Linked DNA regions of Mus musculus: region 2 is linked to region 1. The links are chromatin contacts, called in public HiChIP or PLAC-seq maps. All regions are on one chromosome and are shown on one strand. Each heading gives the region's core, a stretch centred on a gene start, on an enhancer-like site or on the middle of the called end of the contact. The rest is flanking DNA. Distances are from core to core; before and after follow the strand shown.

What was found. HiChIP or PLAC-seq counts read pairs in DNA pulled down with a chosen protein or histone mark.
Region 2: a FOXA1 HiChIP or PLAC-seq map of pancreatic cancer cells shows a contact between it and region 1. The contact joins the promoter of Krt19 here to the enhancer-like site in region 1. A contact is called at or near these places in 5 of 39 promoter capture datasets (the 3T3-L1 cell line, embryonic stem cells and hippocampal neurons) and 2 of 115 datasets of contacts at active chromatin or transcription factors (extraembryonic endoderm stem cells and pancreatic cancer cells).

What each region holds. Positions count from the first base shown.
Region 1 is chr11:99,064,180-99,067,930 of GRCm38.p6, forward strand. It overlaps Tns4 (tensin 4), which reads right to left. Exons shown (of 13, transcript NM_172564.3): 13 at 1,499-3,751. Among named protein-coding and RNA genes, the nearest start is that of Tns4, 23 kb to the right of the region's middle. Within about 2 kb of position 1,997, at least 61 of the 459 cell types and tissues checked have an H3K27ac peak or open chromatin away from gene starts, as enhancers often do. A contact at or near this core is called in pancreatic cancer cells, where this site is marked.
Region 2 is chr11:100,143,753-100,147,503 of GRCm38.p6, forward strand. Krt19 (keratin 19) reads right to left here and starts at 2,174. Exons shown (of 6, transcript NM_008471.3): 1 at 1,679-2,174. The coding sequence starts at 2,107.

The DNA of each region.
Region 1 (3,751 bases), core at 747-3,246:
AGAGCAGCCAGTGCTTGTTGGGCAGTGGTAGTGGACGCCTTTAATCCCAGTACTCGGGAGGCAAAGGCAGGTGGATCTTTGATTTCGAGGCCAGCCTGGTTTCCAGGCCAGCCAGGGCTACACAGAAAAACCCTGTCTCGAAAACCAAAAATATAACACCACCCACTGCCAAAGGAATAGCTAATGTTAATTGCTGAGCCATTTTGTAAAAGAAAAACAAATAAATGAACAAACAAACAAACAAACAAACAAAGAACATTCTCTAGACATTCCTGACCAGGTACCGAAGGTCCTGATGGCCCTGGGCTTCTTTCATCTGCTCCTTGGTGAACTTTATATATAGCCACATTGAACACAATACATGTTTTCTCATGTAATCATGCTGAATGCAGCACGTTTTCTTATGTAGCCACATTGAATGTAACACATGTTTTCATACCCCTGCTTCATACACACACTTTTTTTTAAAATTATTCATTTTATATGTGTGAGTACACTGTAGCTGTCTTCAAACACATCAGAAGAGGAAGGACATCAAATCTCATTACAGATGGCTGTGAGCCACCATGTGATTGCTGGGAATTGAACTCATGACCTCTGGAAGAGCAGTCAACACTTAACCACTGAGCCATCTCTCCAGCCCACACACACTTTTTTTTTTTTTTTTTAACTTGTCTAAGAATGCTGGAGAGGTAGGGCTGGCATGGACCAGAAATGTAGTTTCCCCACCGCTTACTACGCCAGTGACACCCCCACCCCCACCCCACGCCTCAGTTTCCTAATCTGAAGAATGGGCTCAAATAAAAGAGTCACTCCTCATTGTAGTGAACACCTAGGAGCCCTTCTGGTAAAAAAAATGGCTCCTCACAGCTGGGAATGGTGGCAGAACACTGAGGCAGGGAGATTGCCTTGAGTTTCAGACTAACCTGCCTCCAAAACAAAAACTGAAACAACAGGGAGGTGGCTCAGTGGGTAGAGCCCTCACTGTGCACTATTAAAGATTCGAACTTGGATCCCCAGACCCATATAAAGCCAGTAGTAGTACACATCTGTAATCCCAAAATGCCGGTGGGGGGATGGAAAACATAGACAGGAGACTCTCTGGAAACTCATGGACAGCTTGCCTGGTGGACATACAGTGGACAACAGACCCTGTCTCAAACAGGGTAGAAGGTGCCCTCTGACCTCCACACTTAAACTGTAACATGCATGTACACACACACACACACACACACACACACACACACACACACACACAACTATAGGGGCTCAGTGGTTGACAGCACTAGCTGCTCTTCAAGATGAAATGGGTTCAATTCCCAGCACCACACAGTGGCTCACAACTGTCTGTGACTCCAGGGGCGCTCTAACGCCCTCTTCTGGCCTCTGTGGTCAATGCAAAATGCGCATGGTGTGTCCTGGTATGTTACTCTCTGCTCTGTTGGGTCCCCTTCTCTGCTCAGGACTCAGGAGACAGCTCTGAATGTCCAGAACCAGCTATGGTGCAAAAAACTTTATTTTCCATGAGGCACACAGGGAGTTGTGGAGGACTCTCCCATTCAGCCTAGAACTGGCACTACTAACTGGGAAAACTTTGCTAACACCCTGCAGACCCCGGCAGTGGCACAGAGCCTGATCCCACACTGGGAAGGCCGGTCTTGGCCTGTACCACTGACCTAGCATCCCCCCACCCCCACCCTTGGGTCTGATTTGCTTTTCTGACATTGAAATCATCATCCCTCAGGACTGACCTTGGCCAATGACAATGTTGCTCTGTAGGCTGATAGCGGGCAGGGACAAACACTTGCTTCACACTGAGTTACAGTGGGCTTCTTCTGTGAGCTTCCCCTTGCATGTCATGGAACGGTCTCCTAAGGAGGCAGGCGGACTGGACCAAGAGCAACAAATGCTGCAACAAATGGCTTATGCAAGGCTGGCAGGGTGTGGGAGGAAAAGGGCCCAGCTTCTTTAACCAGCTGGGAAAGCTGCCTGTCTGCATGCTTGACTCTCTGCTTCCCCCTTGTGGTTGTAAGGTTGGTGATGCCACATGGTTATGAGTGTGTGTGTGTGTGTGTGTGTGTGTGTGTGTGTGTGTGTTGGAGCTGGAGGAGGATCCAGCAAGACTGGAGCTGGGGCAGAGATATACTTGTCTCTGTACTATAGCAACAGGGTCTCTCTTCTCCTACCCACCAGATGTGGATTCCTTGAGCATTGCCAGACAGCTGTTGCTTACCAAGAAACTGAAAGCAAAGTTTGGGATGATGTTCATTTGTAATGGGTGGGCAAGGAGGGATTAGACATGAAGAATGTGAACATTGCTGAGTCTTTTTTTTTTTTTTCCAAGACAGGGTTTCTCTGTATAGCTCTGGCTGTCCTGGAACTCACTCTGTAGACCAGGCTGGCCTTGAACTCAGAAATCTGCCTGCCTCTGCCTGCCTCCCAAGTGCTGGGATTAAAGGCGTGCGCCACCTCTGCCTGGCCCTGCTGAGTCTTTTCTAATCGTGGGTACAAGGGTCTTCTACTGAAAAAAGCTAGCCTTTAGAATCCTGATTCAACATCACAGAATAATTGATGAGGTGAGACAAGAGTCCACGCTTGTAACAGCAGAGTCCAGGGATCTTTCTATCATGCTCTTGGGAAAAAGATTCCAAGACCTTGGCAAATTACACCTAAAAATCCAAGAAATCCAGGATGTTCCACCAGACAGGAGTCAAAAAACTGCAGCAGATAGATCTCAAGATCATGAACATCATGAATGAGAACATGAATGAGAACATCATGAATACTGCATTAGAGAAGGCCTCACCGACAGAACCTTCATTGCAAAGCAGAAGATGCAGGGATGTGAAAACTCACCCCTTTTCTGCTCCCAGACTTGACTCTGACAACCTTGGGGCAGGCTGAATTTGATGCCCCTTTCCCCAAAGCCAGCTGAAGTGGGTTGCATTATAAGGTGTATGCTCTGAGGCAGCCTGGTCTGCTCTGGCTGAGGCCCTTGACCTGGTCCCCTCTCCATCATAGACTGAACCTTGTAGGCTCTTGCCCATTCAGTACCCTCTTCCCACAGCAGGTCTTTGTGGAGCGATGCCCCCAGCTCCGTGTTGGAGTGTGGTCTCTTCAGGTAAAGGCTTTGAAGACCATTGGCTGAGATTTATGAAAACCTTAATCCCACTCCCATTGTGTGTGTGTGTGTGTGTGTGTGTGTGTGTGTGTGTGCGTGTGCACACACGCGCACGTGCATGCCTTTCTGTCTCTTTCTCTCAACAGGGTCTCATGTAGCTTAGACTGCCTTAAACTCATTATATAGATAAGAATGACCTTGAACTTATGATCTTCCTGCCTTGTAGTGCTGGGATTACAACCATTGACCATTGAGAATGGTTTGTGGGGCTGGTGATCAAATTCAGTCCCGTTCATGTAGGGCAATCAGTCTACCAACTGAGCTACACACATCCTCAACCCCAAACTTTTAAATCTCTGGGCCAGTGGATCCAAGAGGCCCTCAGCAAACCGAGAAAAGGAACAGGTGTGGGGAAATAGAATCTGTCCCCAAACTCCGCGAATCAACACCAGGTGCCAGCCAGGAAATCGATGGTTCTGATCCAACACCTGCTGTTTACCACAAGGCAGGGGTCATAGGTCTCTGGTACAACCTACCATGTAGGGAGTGCTCAGGGAAATGAAGCCAGACGGTCCTTGCAGACAGTTTTTACATAAGGGATCTTGGATGTGGGTGGGCTTCAGTAGTATG
Region 2 (3,751 bases), core at 924-3,423, 1.1 Mb after region 1:
TTTTGGTTGGGTTGGGTTGGGTTGGGTTGGGTTGGGTTGGGTTGGGTTGGGTTGGTTTCCTCTGGTTTGTTAGACTTTGGGGGTGAAGGACTAGGGGGTTCGAGACAGGATTTCTCTTTGTAGCCCTGGCTGTCCTGGACTCACTCTGTAGACTGGCCTTGAATTCACAGAGATCCACCTTCTCTGCCTCCCCAAGTGCTGGGATTAAAGGTGTGTGCCACTGCGCCCCAGCTCTGGTTTGACATTTTGAGACAGAGTCTCACTGTATGGTTCAACTGGCATTAACTTCATCGTCCTTCTTTCTGCCTCAGTTTCTCAATGCTGGATAAGCCACCACGTATCAGCCACCACGCTCAGCTACATAGATAGTTTGGGGGTGGGGGGTTGTTGACGAAAACAACAGAATATAAAAACCCGGAGGAGAGCATTCACAGCGGAGTAAGAATTGCTTCTAGATATGCGTGCTGGGAGTGTGTGGAAGGGGAAGGGACAAAGCAAGAGAAAGAAAGATGTGTACCGCCTAGGATTCTAGCTGTCCATCACTGGGTCAAAAAAACACCTCTCTAGCTGCTTGCTGTGTTGTGTGTCTAGCTCCATGCTAAGTTCACACAGCCCTGGAAAATGCTCTTGAGAACTGCATGTTGGGAGCACTAGCGGAGAGGACGCTATTAAACGCCTGCCTGGTCTCTGGTACATTTCTTCAGGACATAGCTCTTCCCTAGGAGTGAGGGCAATGCCCCACCCAACCAGCCTGTTGGATGTTGGAGCCCACAGAGACTTGCAGGTTGTCTTCCCTGGACCGGGGGACTCCAGGAGAGAGGTCCACAGAAGCAGAGGGTCAAGACTTCCACCTCCCTCTTACTTACTAAAATAATTGTTTTTATTTTTCTTTTGTTTCGTGTTAGAGTTGTTGTCTGTCTGTCTGTCTGTCTGTCTGTCTGTCTGTCTGTTCGGGCTGTTTGACGGCCGGGTGGGAGCCTAGAGACTCATGTAGCCCTGACTAGATTCAAGTTAACTGTAGCTGGGCATAGCTATGAACTCATCCACCTGCTCCTGGGATTACAGGCCTGAGCTACCACACCTCACTGGAAGTTTTTTTTTTTAAGATCTGGTTTTACTGTGCAGCCCCCAGGTTTTACATTCTTCTCGTAGCTCCGTGTGAGCCTAGGTGGTCCCCTGGGCTGGAGAGGAGGAGAGTGAGAGGACAGCTGCTGTAAAGAAAACCAGACAGGAACAACCCACACAACTGGAGAAAGCAATGCTCAAGAGTCCCAGAAGAGGGCCACAGGCTCAGGTGACCTCTGAGCCTACAGACTAATATCCGGCAGCTCCCCAGCCCTCCCCAACACCCCACCCCCAGCTGAGGCTGCGGCTCGGTATCTTCATCTCTGGGCAGCCCAAAGCTGTGTTAAATGCTCTCTTTGGATAGATATCCCTGACTATCCAAGCAGGTCCCCACCGCTTCCGAAAGCCCCACCCACTTAACCTGTCTCAGTTCCCTTCCACCCCGCCTCCACTCGAATCCCAGGGTCCAGCCCAGACTTTGTGCCCCACCCTGCGGGTTCCTGCCCGGCCCGTAGTAACGGGCTTGTCCACCCGCGGGCTGAGTTTCCACAACCTCCCCGCCCTGCCGCACCACCCCAACAGGTGCACCTCCCAGGGCCTGGCCGCTACCCACCTTGTCGCGCAAGTCCTCGATGGTCTTAAAGTAGTGGTTGTAATCTCGGGAGGGTCCGGGTCCCTGCTTCTGGTACCAGTCGCGGATCTTCACCTCCAGCTCGCCATTGGCCTGCTCTAGGGCGCGCACCTTGTCCAAGTAGGAGGCGAGACGATCATTGAGGTTTTGCATGGTGATCTTCTCATTGCCAGACAGCAGCCCATCAGACACAGCCAGGGTCCCACTAAAACTTCCACCGCGGACTCCGCCATAGCTCCCGGAGGACGAGGTCACGAAGCGGGTGGAGGACACGGACACGCCGCGGCCACCTGAGCCCCCGTGGATGCTGGGTGCGCGGAAAACACCCCCTGACCCAATGCGTACTGAACCCCCGCCCGTACCCCCAAAGGAAGACATAGCTGAGGTCTGGCGATAGCTATAGGAAGTCATGATGAGGAGGGAGACCAGAGCGAAGGAAAAAGGGACGCAGGTCTGAGAACTGCTGGCCGCAGGAGGAGTGACAAGGCCCTCACCTGTGGCTTTTTATGCCCGGGGCGGGAAGGGGGATGGAGATGTTGAAGGGGCGGGTATCAGAAATTTCCAAGCTCCCAGAGTGCAAATATGGGCTCTTTCCCCATTGGTCAATTCCTGGCGATTCTGCTCCTACCTCTCCCCTCCCAGGAGCCAGAGGTCTCAGTCCTTCCCAGAGCTGCCCCGCCCCAGCCCACTCCAAAGCTACTGCCAACATGTCACGTCCCTTTTCTGGCCCTTCAGCCCCTTACTACACAGGCTTAGACAACTCTAACTTCCGGAGTGACGATATCACTCTGGCCCTTTAAAACCTCCAGGAATTTGACACCCTTAGAAATCACACCCCTCTGAGCCCCAACTCAGTGACTTACTCTGAGAGTGCCCCCTCTGGAATAATGTTAATAAATCCCTCCCTCCTTGTGATAATAATTCGTGCAGTTAAGCTCCAGGCTTCCTGACTTTCTGAGACAAGGTTGCCCCACCCTGCTGCCACAATGTCCTAGGTGGCAATAGGTACAGCTGCAGGGAACACTAGGCCACCAAAGTGGCTTCTTTACACTCCTGCTAAATGCTCAATCTGAAGCATGGCTGACCCAGCTCAGAAACTCGACCCTCACCCCCACCAAGACACCTCCACCCTTCCCTGCCCAAGTCTCAAGACGCACTTAACAAGACCTCTAATTGAGTTTCTTTAATAAGCCGGAGATGAGGACTCTCAGCCTGGCTGAGGCAGATCACCTGCCCATAAGGCATTTGGCACCTTCCACCCAGAGACAGAAATGGCACAGAAGCTGTCCCCCTTGAGCAGTCCTGAGGAGGTATTAAAAGGCTGCAGGCTGAATCCAGGGGACCTCAGAACCCTCCTAGAGCAGAGGTGAAGGAGAGAGTGAGCTAAAGTCAGCAGCACAGAGTGGGACATCTTCATAATGGAAGGAGCCCTTCTCCACTCCCAGCCTGCAGTGCAACAATTCCAGATCTTTCTGGATCTTTCCCTTGGGCCGGACCCCCTGATACCCACTATAGGGGTACTTCGATAGCTTCACCCCGAAATTCCTGACCACCCCATCTCAACAGTCCTTAGTGGTGGCCCGCAGTACCTTCTTTTTTGTCAGAGCTGTCTCTGTCTGAGGACAGAAACCCTGTGTGTCCTGAGAGGGGGATTGGGAACAGGGAGATGGGCCAACCACTTCCTAGCTCAAAGGCCTCAGTTTCCCCCTGTGAAATGAAGAGTGTTCAAAGTCAGTCCTCTTGTCTTCACATTATCAGCAGGGTTTTCTATGACTATATAAAGAATTTGATCTTCTAAAACCCAGCACTGTCTTCTAGCCACCATCCTCTCTAGGAAGAAGGTAGCAACAGTACTTTTACATACATACACACACGCACACACATATACACATGCACACACACTTATACACAAATTGCACACACGTACACATACACACACATATACACATGCACACACTTATGCACACACCTACACATGTACACACTTACACATATACACACACATACAAACACACCTAGGCACACACTTACACACTTATATACATTTATATACAC